Regions from separate parts of the Xenopus tropicalis genome. Here region 2 is linked to region 1. Evidence: chromatin contacts called from public Hi-C data. All regions are on one chromosome and are shown on one strand. The core of a region is the stretch at or near the end of the contact, and the rest is flanking DNA. Distances in the headings are between cores, read along the strand shown. Region 1 has its middle 63 kb from the start of irx3. Region 2 holds the start of irx5 (iroquois homeobox 5).

The links. A called contact is a pair of places that touch in the nucleus more often than the background predicts.
Region 2: a Hi-C map of neurula embryo shows a contact between it and region 1, with 1.8 times the contacts expected there. The contact joins the promoter of irx5 here to the enhancer-like site in region 1. A contact is called at or near these places in 2 of 5 Hi-C or Micro-C datasets (brain and neurula embryo).

Annotation. Positions count from the first base shown.
Region 1 is chr4:41,913,718-41,920,967 of UCB_Xtro_10.0, reverse strand. No RefSeq gene overlaps it. Among named protein-coding and RNA genes, the nearest start is that of irx3, 63 kb to the right of the region's middle. Within about 2 kb of position 4,292, at least 2 of the 11 cell types and tissues checked have an H3K27ac peak or open chromatin away from gene starts, as enhancers often do. A contact at or near this core is called in neurula embryo, where this site is marked.
Region 2 is chr4:42,280,281-42,287,530 of UCB_Xtro_10.0, reverse strand. It overlaps irx5 (iroquois homeobox 5), which reads right to left and starts at 2,497. Exons shown (of 3, transcript NM_001171927.1): 1 at 2,078-2,497; 2 at 1-361. The coding sequence starts at 2,326. LOC101731264 (a long non-coding RNA gene) reads left to right here and starts at 5,468. Exons shown (of 2, transcript XR_208505.4): 1 at 5,468-5,641.

The DNA of each region.
Region 1 (7,250 bases), core at 3,043-5,542:
GGAAGTTAGCCTATCCCATGTTTTTGAATGTGGGAGTTAAACAGAATACCCTGGGGAAACCCTTGGAGAAAGTTTCCTACCTCAAATCTAGCCTGGGAACCGCAAGGCAGCAAAGCTAGCCACTGTACCACCATGATGCCCATACTAGATACATTTTGCTATATTTGCCTTTAACTTAATGACAAATTCAGGACCATAGGTTGGTTACCATTTGTAATCAGAACAATAATCCAATTGTAACCATTTCTATGCAGTTAGCTTGGCTGATGTTGTGTAGTGAGAGTCAAGAAATAAAATCGATAATTGGCTGCTACAGGTTTCTGGTTAAGACTAGTGATGAGCGAATCTGTCCCGTTTCACTTCGCTGAAAAATTCGCAAATCTTTCAAAAGATTCCCGTAACGGCGAAAATGTTGCTCGTCAAAAAAAATTGTCACCAGGGACTATTCTTTTGTCGCCCGCGGCTATTCTTTTGTCACACGGCTATTCTTTTGTCGCCCGCGACTATTGTTTTGTCACCCACGGCAGGTCGCAGGCGACAAGACAATTTTTGGACGAGCGCTGAATTTTTCCACAGCAAATTTTTTCAGCCGTTTCACAAAACAATCCGCAAATGGCGAAACGTGGAAATTCACCACAAATCCATGCCCATCACTAGTTAAGACAAATGTTACTATATATTATGCTACCCTTGTTTCAGATTTTGAGAATGATGCTAGTATAAACTAGCATTTGATCAAGTCATCCACTCCATCCCCCTTTGAAGGATTCTGCATTTGTCTCAACCTGTGCAGATTGTGAAAGGTCATTTGCCTTAGTGTACTTAGGTGGTCCAGCGCAGGTTCCAGACACTTTGCTTTAAAAAAAGGGTTTCACATTCTCTGCCACTGGGGATCTATAGTCAGTAGTACTGCTTTTACAGGAAACACACCACTAAATACTCTGCAGGAGTTTATGGTTCAGTAACTTTCTACATTATATTAAAATGTGTTTGCACCTACCTTACTATCTTTTCATCTATTTTTGCATTCACACACACATAACCCTCATGCCTCAGCTCAGCCCCCTACTTCGCATTGTCCCATTAGGTCACATTACTGACAGCTCTATTGTCCCTATACTAAAAGTGAAGGCCTTTTGAACACATTCCTTGGTTTTCTTTCAGTACAGGGCCATCCCATTCATCTATTCACAGAGCTTCTGTGCTCCTGAACACATTACTTTACAGCATCCTACACATTTGCTACTGCTTCATTTGGTACAGAGACCTTTACACCTGCAGCTTTTACAAACAGCACTGAGGTTAAAAATTATTGGGAACAATTTAATGGGTGGGTTCAAAGGTCGTTCTATTGTGCTAGGCTGCAGAATAATACAGATTGATAGTTTGTTACTGCTCTCTGTCCTATTCACTTGAGAAACTTTCTCCACATGACCCCTTGGTGTCAAAACATTCTGACTGCCAACCGTGTGTTGCTTTTTCAAAAGAGGCTTAATTATTGGTCTTTGTTATTAAGTGCTCGTTGATTGGGTAATCTGGCCACATAATGTGCGATCATTAGGGGTCACAAAACAGTTATACCAGGTTAAAAAGTGAATTGGCCCTGTAACCAGATACCTCTCAGTTTGCCTTTGAAGATTTTAAGTGTTTTGGTGGTGATGGGGGTGGCTGGAGACTAGGCTACTGCATTTGTGTGTAAATGGGAACAGCCTTATAGTGTAGCTAGCCCTGTCTTTATTATTCATCCCTCATGCCTGCTATAAAGGAATGAAAACAGTTCCACTTACTTTTCACAATGAATTAAATGTGCACATGTTTAAACCTGATGAACAGAAGTTTGTTGTCCCTTTCATGACACTACAAAGGAATGTAGTGCATAAAAATAAAGCTGACATGTAGGAAATATACGTTCTATGTCATACATTGCCAGCCTCTATGCTATTCTTAACCCCTACATTGCTAAAGGCTTTCAAATTCCAATGTAAACTTGCCTGGGGTAATTTACTATTACTCGATTTTTTCAGTTTGGGTTTTTTGAACCTGAAAACCCATTTTTGTCACAAAAAACAAATTTTTTTTCGTAATTTATCATGCAATAAAACTGTGACAAATCCAAATAAAAAATACACCAGTTAAATCCTGCCAAGATTATGTAGAAGTCAATGGCAAATTTTCCTTTTACAGCTGGAAGATCTTTCTTTGTTTCGTGGGTTTAGATGTTTTTTTGGGGGGGGTATGCTGTCTTGTGCAGAAATACAAAAAAGTTGTGTTTTTTGTGCGACAAATTGAAAAAGTTGCGATTTTTGTGTCTTTCCATTACTTTTTTTGTTCAGATGTTTTGATAAATGACTACCATTTGTGGAAATGAGTTTATTTGTGGTTTCTAAAAACTATAAAACCATGAAAAATCCAAATATTAGTAAATTCTCTGTCCCATTTGCTATAAGCAGTGAAAATTTGTCTATACGGTTCTGTACATTGTATTATATTTGTTCTCATTTCAGAAAATTACTCACAATGCATGCAACAAAGGGTTTAATGAACATTGAATGTGTATAAATTGTACAAAAGTTGCTGATTATAAGGCTAATTCCAGACGAGGCGTAGGGCGGATATTTTTGGCCAGCAGAAAAACGCTTGCTGAAAAGTCCGCCCTACGCCTCCTACTTGCACCAGAATAAATGAAATACGCTTGGGTGCAGGCACATGTAGCGAAAATACACATAAAAATGCGAGAGTTTAAAAGTCTTGCATTTTTATGCGTATAGTTTCCTATTAAGCCACATCCATTTCTGACACAGGTGAACAATTAAGCACGCGCCCATGGAATCTCCAGCAACAAACATGGTCAGTGGTATGAGTTTTGCTCAGTCACTTTCAATGTTGCGTCATTAGTGCAGTCATTTTGGAAGGCATAGCTGTAGGGGGGGCAGTAATTCCTGGGACCCCTATCTTAAAAATATTTAGAATTGTGCAGGGGGGCACAAGTTACATTCATTTTAAACCATGCTAAAAAAAAGTGTGTTTCTTATGGCTGCCTAGAGCAGCATGCAAAGGTTGCCACTTTTTAAAGTCACATGCAGTTATACAAGAGTTTGTTAGTCAAGAATGTTAACCCTAAAGTAAACCCCAAACGGGCCCCAAATGGCCACTGCCTTTTAACGTATCTTGCCTAACAGGAACACAAAACTTCACAAAGTCACTTAGTCATGAAAACCCCTGAACCACAAGGTAGAGATCATTCTTAAGAGTCATTTTTGGGTAATTAGAATTGGCAAACCTCCTATCCGTCTATGGAGCTCCCATCAAGAGATCTCTTTGCTGAGTACATAGTGAAACCTGCTAAAGAATTATTAGAAAACCTTTTTGTAGCCCCATGTATTGATAACAACCTACAGGTGAAACAGGTGAAAAAATGCCTTCTGTCTCTTAGCAGTGGGCAATGGGCATAAAACAAGAAAAAGAAAGCAAATGACAATAAAAAGGGGAAAATGTAAAAGGTAATAGAGGGCTATTAAAAATCTGTATGGCATCCATAACCACACTTTCAGAAGTAATATAGCCATAGGATTGTAGTTATATTGTTATATTTGGGGCATGTACATATTTTATAAATTAACCAGTCTGAATCATTATTACCATAGCCTCATGTGTTTCTTAATTGCATGCCCTGCCCTGTAAGTTCATGTTATAATTAATTAAATGTGTACACATTAGGGAAGGGACTCCCTACCCAGTGCCTGAAATGTTTGTTCTCAAAACTGCTGCTCAGTTACCATTGATATATTGTTTTCTATCCATATAAAGGTCAGTGTTTGTGTGTTGCATATGACAAATAAACTAGATCCATGTATCAACATTTTGATGTGTTTATCTAGTTATAAGAATAAAATCAGTAATAGCCCTGACATTAACCCTTTAACAGTAAGATTAAAAAATGGTTTAAAAGCTGTTTATATTTAAGAAAATGATACCCTGTAGCAAAGCCTTTTATCCCAAGAGTAGATAGTCAGAATCAATTTTGTCTCAGCAAAGAAAGAGAAAGCTTATATGTAGCAAATATGAACTCTCTCTGGAAATAAATGCTTACATTAAACACACAGAAACATAGAATAAGAAAACATAATATGGGAAATCCATAATTTCCAGAGCTAGATGGCACCACTATCCACAGTCCAGTTTCTCTATGTAGCCCCCTTGCATTCTTTTTGCATCTCATTAGACTCCAGGCAAGTGAGTTGTTTATCTCATTTACACAGCATGTCTGTTATCTTTGGTGTGAAATTTAGCTTGACAACAATTAATGCTTTCTAAGCAAGACTCCGTATACAGAGTGTTTGTTTAATCTGGAGAAGCAAGCCACGGTGGCTTCAAAGCCTTTTCAGTGGCAGCGACAGATGCAATACTGCTGTGATCCCCCTGGCAGCAGAGGGGTTAATTGCAGAGGCTGTCTCAGCTGGGCCATAGTGAAAGGAGAAAATGGAATGGCAGATAATAACAACTTAGTCCACCAAGTTTGCCAATGCCTTTATCCCCGTAAAACTGCTTAGCGAATCAAAGCTCTTTATATGAGCTATTTAGGCGTTTCACCCTGCATTTCCCTGCAGTGGAATTCTCCAGCGTTTCACAAAACGCAATCAGTTCTTTCTTATGGGACTGTAGTACATCAGGCGCATGCAAGTGCCAAACTCAGGTGGAACGCATCATGTTGCAGCACATTTCTGATACAAGTTAATATGAAGCATCTCTTGGTGAACTGGGAAACTAAGGTTCTTACAGACAGTGGCAGAACTACCGGGGGTGCAAACGCACACTGCCGGGGTCTGCTGGACGCTCATCCTGTTGCAATTACGCTCACATTGGTGTGAATTTGCCACAAAAATGTGCCCGGGGGGGCATGTAGTAAATTATTGCTCACAGAGGCAGCAAAATTGTGCCATGTGAAATTGTCTTTGATAAGGCAGTGCTTACATGCGTTGTTCTTTATATTGCTATTTAACTTGTGAAGAATAAGACAGTTTTCAAGTAAACGTTTAATAAAAGCAATTTTTAAATCTGAATTACTTGAAATGGAAAGATGTCACCAAATGATTTCAAAATAATTTCAAAATCAGTTCTGAAACAGAACAAAATGCTGTATGTAATGAATTTCTATAACTTGTGTTTAAAAATGTGAACCATTTGTCAGGATTATAAAGTGTAAATATTATTTATTTACAAAAATAGTGATGGAAATATGACCAGCAGTAAAAAGGTAGGGTCAGTATATGATGTGGTTATAGCGGCTTAGCAAGACTGTATTGATGATTCCAGGGGCTGTGCTTTGATTTGTAGCTTTTCTGGCCAGATCAGTAGCACTTTCCCTAAAAATGTCTTTCTCAACTAATTACTACAGTTCCCAATAATTAGAGCATTGGTTCTTCTGTGTTGGTGCAGCAACTCATTTATGTAGAGATATTTTTATTTTGTGCATAATAGTTGTGTCTTTCCTGCTTAGTTGCCATCCAGTTCATCATAGGTTGATTGATGTTCCTATCGCTTACTCAGTTATGTGAAGTGAGAGCAAATTTCCCTAAATTCTATCCATATTTACTTTTCAATAAATGTGCAAGGGTCTCATAATTTCCCACCCTCCAAAAACACAGCAAAGCATAAGCTGTACAGTTCATCTACAGACTGGTTTTTACATTTCTGTTAATTTTAGTTATTCCAGCTTAATTTTTTATTACTCTGAGTTTTTTAACTCTCTTTTATTCTTTTTTTTTATTCTCTTAGCAGTGCAGTATTTTAGCTCAGTCATATGCTAGTTTAGAAACTAGAGAAATTAAGGCAAACGTCTCCGTCAGATTTCAGGTGGGGACAATTAATAAGTCCAACTAATAAAACACAATAATTATCACTAAACCTATATCACAATGTATAAAGGGGAAAATTCATATTAAAATTGTGTAAGCAGCACTTCTAAGCATAAAAACCCAAATTTGTATAAAGGGAATGGAAGAGACCCTGTCATGTGGGAGGATTGGGGAATTAAATATTATTGTGTTGAGGAAAATGTAAATGTACCGAGTAGTAAGGTACAGCATGCATAAGCATAAGCATAAGACCATATTGTATCCCCATTGGTCCCTATGCTTAAGTGGACTGTGGGTAAAATATGAAGAGTTCACTTATCGTTTGTTAATAGGCAACTCTGAGTAATGGTCGCAAAGACAGGTAGAGAGAGAATGAATATCTGAAACAACAAGAAGGTAATAACCCCCTTTTTAGGCTGCCTATCATGTTGCAAACTTTGAGGAAGATAATCTCATTTGCACATAAACACTGAAAGTGAGATCAGCCAGTACCTCTATGGGGTTTGTCACTGCTTCTCCTTGGTCAACCCAGCAACTTGGCCACTTTATTGTTACTCATCCTGAAATTGATATACAGGGGTGATTTTTTTTAAAGGAGTGTCAAGGCCCTATTCTGTGAATTCTATGTGTCATAAATATTGAGTACTTTAAGCAAAGTTTTTTTTTAAGAACTATTTACTGGTACAGGTGTGATGGTTGTATAAATGGAATCTTATGACTCTCATATGCAGATTTTCCATCTGGATTCTAACTAAAGTTGGCAATACTCTAATAATAGGTGGCATTTACCTACCCATGTATGGGAACCTCCCGACTACCCCCTTTGTGCGTGAACGTTATAAGGACCTTGTAAGATCCACTGCAGCAGGGACTAAAGTGAATGATGTAAAACACTGATCAAATGAGTGACACTATATAAATACAGGAAATAAATAAATACGATATCTGGCTAGAAATCTAACAGATATCTTTATTTAGCAGGTTTGAAACTCTGCCTGGTAAAGACTGCATCATCACATCAAGTGCTGATGTGGTACTCTCCTGACATGCCTGCATAGATGTCTGTTATAATTTCATTGTTTCTTCCCCCCAGCATGTCAGTGGCCAAACTGGGCAAAGATTCACTAACTGGGTGACCAGCAAATGAGAGACGTATGTCCAGTTTTTACACAAAAATAGTGGTCCTGACTGCACGTTCAGTGGCGTGATACCTTTTGTTGTGATATATACAGAAAACATACATACTCCCCTTAGTAAACAGGACATATTTACCCAAATAGTTCAACATTTTTAAAGGGTATGCAAATACAATGGTGTTAATAAACAGTGGGTAAATTGTGCCAACTAAAGTAAGCGATAACAACCAATTAGCTTTGGTTAGTCTACTGCAGCTAT
Region 2 (7,250 bases), core at 1,248-3,747, 370 kb before region 1:
GATCGTCTTCTTCATTTTTTTCCAGATCAATATTTTCGTCATCCTCCTCATCCTCACTCCTGTTTCTCGGAGTCCATGTCATTTTATTTTCTTTTTTTAGCCTCCTCCTTGCGTTAGCAAACCAGGTGGACACTTGAGTTAGGGTCATCTTAGTAATAATAGCCAACATAATCTTCTCGCCCTTTGTGGGGTAAGGATTCTTCCTGTGTTCGTTGAGCCAGGCCTTCAAAGTGGCAGTTGCATCTCTGGTGGCATTTTTCCTGTACGCTGGGTCGCCATAAGGATACGTTCCCAAAGGAGCAGCATATGGGTGATATCCTAATGATCCAGCCATGCCAGCGCTGTGATCATACGGAGAGCCCTGTAATCAGGAGATGTGCCACATTTTCAGCAAAGAGCAAGAAAGATTACATATCTAACGTTCTTTTACGATGCATACCAACAAATATCATATATATACGTAACTATTAATCCTACCAATTAAAATAGTTTGTTCACAGTCTATAGGAGTTCAGTCTAGTTAAATGCTCTTCAATAAATTATGAAAAGGATGAATTAGAGTCTTGGATGATAATCAGGTGTTGAAGTTCATAATTACAGTCAATAAATAAATGGACAGATTGTCTCACACCTAGATACAGCAATTATTGCGCATGTGCACACTCAGCATAAGCCAATTATCATATACAGTATACATTATTCACTATATATGATGATAGTTAGATGATAGATAGATAAATGATAGATAGATGATAGATGATGATAGATAGATAGATAGATAGATAGATAGATAGATAGATGATCTAATAGGTCTAATAGACCTCACGATTTCTATTATTCTGCAAAGTTGAAGTCACAATTTAAAAAGAAAATGTGAGTGTATCCCAGTTCGGCAATCGACTTACAGTGTATGTGTTTTACAATCTTGAGTTCAAGAGCCAAAGCGGCAGGCGAAATCTGCCTTTGCCCTTTAATTTGCAAAACTAACCACACCTAAGAATGGCTTTTCATAAGGGACAGGGTGCCACGAAGCAATATATTACAAAGTTCATAAAGACCTAATTAAATCCGCTGTCGCTACAGGATTTATAGATGATTAAAAAGTTTTACGCTAATAAATGCAATTAAACCGTATTGATACACACACCCCTCCGTTAAATCACAAATATAATTGTGTGTGAGTGTGCGCTAGCTAATTTTAATAAGCTCTACTCTGGCTGATTACAGTAAAAAGATCGATAAATACATAAAAATATATATATATATAATACGTGTATAACTATTTAACTGTGAGCCTTATATACTGTAGCGTCCCTGGGCTTCTGTTAGTAATAGAGCAAGCAGCAAAGAAATGCTCGTCTGTCTTAGTCTGATTTACAGATCTGAAGTAAAACAGTTTCAAGAACTGAATGCTCTTAAGATCATATTTCGATTTTCCCCCTTCTGTTGGAGAAATCTTCTATAATTGAAAACATGCTCAGCATTTCAGATTATCCTTTAACTCTTTCTCAGATGCAAATGTTATACTCAAGTTTCGATAGCTATAGCGTTACTGCCAGGTATCTAAGGAGTTAAAAATATCGCCGACCTCATTATAAATTGCCCCAGATAACTGGAATGAAACACACTTAGCAATAGCATACCGTGCTTCCTATTCTATACTGTATATCGAGTTAGTGCTTGAGTCACCCCAATCTAATTAAAAGAACGATCACCTAAAGCCTTGATGCTATGGGAGTTTTGTCAACATCCATCTGGGCTCAGTCCGCCCACTCACTGTTTGCGGTTACACTGAGATACAGAGTAGAGTACTGCTTACTGCAGATTTGTTCTGTATATATCAGGCAATATGTGACTATCAGAGCTCAGTTGCCTACATTAGGGTTTCGAGGCTAGCTTATTTACAGACTGAGAAATAAATGCTTTTAATGCTGTTTTGTTTAGTAGCCCAAGGTTACTATTCTAGGGCGTAGAACACTTGCGGGTTTGCTAAAGTGGAGCTGCCGGGTTAAAGTGAGTCGCTTTGACTGTGTGTGCTGCTCGGTGTAATGGGAGTGATAATAAGCATAGCTCTTACCACATAGGAAGTAAAGGCAGCAGCTGGGTCCCCGCTGTACTGGAGGGGAGAGTTGAAGCCAGCAGAGCTGGCAGTGAAAGCTGTAGATCCAGCGTAAGGTGAGAAGGCAGAGCCAGAAGGGGACCTCCCAAGCTCATCAGTCCTGGGTCCAGAGATGACAGTGGTGCTGTAAGCAGGGCAGGAGTACAGAGCCAAAGAAGCAGATGGTTGGTATAAGTAGCCCTGAGGATAGGACATGGCAAGACACATGCATATAAACTCTTATCGGTTGAGACGCACACAGTACAAGGAAAACTGGGACCCAGCTCTTGTCAGGGTTTCCGGACACAAATGCATAGAGATGAACCCCACCAGTTGCAGTACAGAAAAGCAGTCCCAGTTCTTGCTGCCTCCTGCTGCTGCTCTCTTTTTCTCTGTTCCTCTTGCTTGCCTTGCTCCCTTGCAAGATTTTTTTTCTTTTGCTCTGACTCTGCTCTGGGAGGGAGGGGAAAGGTTGGGTGGGTGGGTGGGTTGGTGGAGACTTTAGCATAGCAGAAAGAAAAAAAAAATCACCCTGACAAGATGCTAAGTTGAAAACTGAGGTTTCTGACGCCTGATGCTCCTCCTTTACGGGTGTTGTCAGTGAGTGGGACGGAGGGATGATGATGGGACTGCCCAATTATCTGTATTCTCTCTCTCTCCTTCTCTGTCAGGGAAAGCCTGCCCCTAGACGGCCATCGAATACAATGCAAGCCCAGTAAAACAGAAAGCCTAAAAACTTTGTGCTCCAGCTTTCTAGTCAAGGCCAGTTTTAAATCCTTTAGTCCCCTTACCCCGGAACATTGTATATCACTAACCGAATCTCCTTAATCACTTGATACCAGTTATGTGCAGGAATCTATTGGGAGAGCGGTCTCCATAGTACATAAACTAAACTGAGCACTATTTTCTTTATGCAGAAAAAAAGGGATAAAAAGCGTTTTAGGGATCAAATTTGCTCCTTAACTAAAGTAGATCAGAATAAAATAGAAGGCTAAACCTGTTGCTATAGTAATGCAGTTCCAGGAAAACTTTTAGCCACCTAGTTTACCAATTATATGAAAATTCGTCAACATTTCTTTTGTTACCTCTTTTGTTTTACATGTATAGAGCAAGCAAATACATTAATATGAACCGCCAATCGTTGAGAGTATAAACGTTCAGCAGAAATATTTTGACCCCTAGAATATTTACCTATGAGAAGGGATACAGGGCTAATGGAGGATTAAGCCCAGGATCTAGAGAAATAATATAGTGGACATTTTAGCCTTCTATCTAAAACTCATAACAAGGTTTGGAGAGAAGGCAGATTAAAACCATATGAAGTAAAGAAAATCCTCGAAGATCAAAGGATGTAATCCCTTCTGATTTAGCTGAATATGTTTTACTCACACACAGATACACACACACACAGACAAACACACACACACGTGATATGTCAAAAACAGATTGATGGACCTGGAAAAAAAAAACACTTATAAAAAACATCGTATTGAAACATTACACATAAACCTATAGATATCATGGGCCCGGGGATACACGTTAACTATTGAGAGCGCTACTCTTTTTTACTGGTAATGCTTTACTAAATAGCTAATTGTTGCGGTCAGAGTATTGTAAATCTATAGTAACTTTTCCAATGCAGAATGTCAAGGTGAGTAAAAGCATAGGTTCCTAAGTACAACACATTATCAAGAGCAAAGAGAGAAGGACTTGTCTGTATATTTCTGTGCTGTCACTACAGGGTGTATTTAGTTACTAAGCATCTAATATGTATTTGTTATAGTTACATTTTAATTATCGAGTCTGACATTCCACCACAAATTAAACAGGTGCAAATTGAAATATTCATTTGACATCAAACCGATTTCCAAAGACAAGTGTCGATGTTTCCCAGCTTAACCCCCTGTTATTGGAAAGTGTACAGACTAATGAACTGCAATGGCCAATACCAGTGCAGGGTGGGTTTCCAATGCTACTGTGGCGGGGGAGGGTGCGGTGACTTGGACACATAACTGTAGTCCCAGAAGAAGTCACCACCAAACAGCGATTACAATAAAGCTCCAGCATCAAGAAGCGATACAGCTGTCAAAGGAGAGAGAGAACAGCAGACACAAGTAAAGCAGCACTTACATAAAGAGGATAAACAGAAGAAATGCGATAGGCATCGTGGGTCGTGTTGTTTTAACCAATTTGCCACGCAAGAGCACAGTATATGCATATAGAATTTTGTTAGTGTTTTTTTCTACTTTTTGTATCAGCTCAAGCAGGCACACACTCGTAGACAGAGGATCATTTACTCAAGAGATACACAAACACAAAGAAAATCAGACGCAAGCGACTTTGAGCCTCGAATGAGGTGAAAGCTTCAGCGATTTATTGTGGTTTGTGATAAAAAAAAAAAAAAGAAACGGTGTGGCTTCAGAGACAACGTGCAAGCTACAAGATGTGAGAGATGCATTAGTATTTCAGAAGTGATTCATATGACTGTGCCAGTTCCAGGGTGATATACAAGGCTTTTAAGGATATACAAGGCTAGCAGTCAACTGGGGTGAATTCAGATCTTAATAAATTATCAGTAATTAGCTCTATACTGACAAATAAATGGCAAATACCTGACATTTGTTATAAATATGGGCTGCACTTATATCTTGCATGGGCATCACAAGAGTATCAGGCTTATACGGTTTAATCGGACCCTGTAATATGAGGATAGATCTAACGCACATGTTCCAACAGTGGGGCAGGAATACTATCCACTTGGCTACACACCTGTCCCCTGCATTTTCAGGTTAAACTGAATGACTTTAGTCATTTTCTATTTGCAACGATTTCATTGTACTTCTTGAAGATATTAATATTATTAATCATAACGCTGCATTCATGAAACTAACCACAACCTGCTTCTCTCAAACTAAAAAAACATTCCACAGCCCGCTGTCGGCTGTGCAACCAGAAATGTATCGTTTTCTGTGTTATTCTAAATGTATACCTGTATTACAATGTTTCTTTCGTACTAAATGGCAAGGACTCTATAGCGCAATACGCTTTTGCCCTTATAAATTCTGAAGCTGCATATTCCAAATATTATATTCCCGTTTATCCACATACGTGGACACGCCACAGTGTAAAGTACACAGCAATAGCCGAAATCAGGTTGATCTGCACAATCTCCAGAGATTCATTAGCACTAACAGTTAATCCAACGACGATAATAAAATTGACTTCCCGCGTCCCTTTAACTACAATCTCCTCCCTAGTATCTCATTGGATCCCTCCTTGCTGACTTCTAGTTGCTTATTGGCTTGAGGGTGGTGCCTATCAGTGAGAGCGGGGTTGGGGGGGGCTTTGTGTGAGTGTGTTTATGGGGGGGGGGACGTTTAGTGACGTCATGGCCCATTGATGCACTATGATGTGCCAATAATGACTTGTTCAGCTTCCATAGTGCTTAAGCAGACGTTTAATAATTACTGGGATCCAGGCTGGAGGAGAGAGCCCAGCTCAATAAATTCGAATCTGCGTTTAAGGAGGCAGCGCAACATGAAGGTAAGTACGGTATCTGCTACTGGACTTTATCCGGTACTGGGGCTACAGCCCTGACCTGTCACAGCGCACAGCACTCGTCATAACATAAAGTATCCGTGGGAGTTTGTTGGGCAACTTTTGTTTTCATTGTAGGCGGCTCCGAGTCCTCTCATTTTCCTTGTTCTGTCAAGTGGAAAGGCTCTGGCTGTGCTGTGTCTGCGCTAGGGATCAGCGTTGGGTCACAGCATTCACTGGGAACATCTGAACATTGTTCTCTGCTCTCCTGTACAGAGAAGGGCACAGGGAAATGTACTATATTTAACAGCTCCTTTTGTACTGTATCTATATCCCTTGTTGTGATCGGCGCTTTTTATTTTAGGGGGACAGAAAACCAGACGTTATTTATATACAGTGGCTTTATATGTATAATGTTATATATTCCAAGCCACCCCTATCGCGGTACATACATATGCGACTTTCACTTCTTTTTATGTTGCAGTTTGACTTTCATTAACTGTTTGGTCAATGGGCGACAGATCAAAACTTGTTTGCACTCTCCCCTATGTATGAATTGTGCACGGTAAACTAACGTCTTAAATGCTTGTAGCCACCAGAAGCGAGCGATAATAACACAAAATGTAATACTTATGTGGAACTGTTGCGTCTGTAAATCCTCATTTGTAACATAGTAACCACATAATTGTAGTAATTATTGGTTTGAACTTTAATGTTCGCAGTGTACTGACATATATATTAATGGGGCAAACAAACTCTGCTTAAACATAGTCCACCTTGCATTACCTTGGATGGAAGTAGTGCAGTTCATGTCGGCTCTTGCGTGCGATTTAGAGCAGTTAATCGGCAACGATTGAAAGATTTCAGAAGTGTAACTTTAGCTGATTTCTGTGTCTCTAGTCCCACTCGATAGATCTCCATCTGGTCACACTGCTTTGCTTCCTGAGAGACAATCCGGCTGTCTGTGAATGTCTAAAGGAGCTAATCATCAGTTACCGAACTCCTACAAACAAAATGAGCTAAATGAACACACATCGATTGAACACATAAACACCCCTGCACAAAACTGCACAATTGGACTTTCATTTGTACGACATTTATTTTATATCTATTTCATATTTATATCTATATATCTAGCAGGGAAGGGGCACTGGTTAAACTGAACCTGCCAATAAAAAGATGCTATCACTTCTATATCATATACAGCAAGCAGAAAAGACTACATATTTTTTTGAGAAATAAAAGAAAGTAGAGAACATGATTTAGGCGATCCCAGTGATTTATAGGATGAAATGATGTGAAGCAATTGAGATAGCTTCCCTGAAGGTGAATATTCTGCTTCAGTTTTACAAAGTGATCATTTCCAATAACTTGTGTCAAAATATCAAATAATATTCAACAATAGGCAAGTATGGAAAACTTAATATATCAATTGTTTTTAAGGTTAGTAGAAAATAACATTACTTCAAGCATCTGTGGTGTAGGAGACAAGATGGCTCTATTCACTTTGGTCTACAAGGGTTAACATAATATACTTTGAAAGGAGCTAGTTTGGAGAGCTGCTGAATGCTAAGCAATCATAATTGAAACATAGTCTTGCAGCAGACTGTGTTCC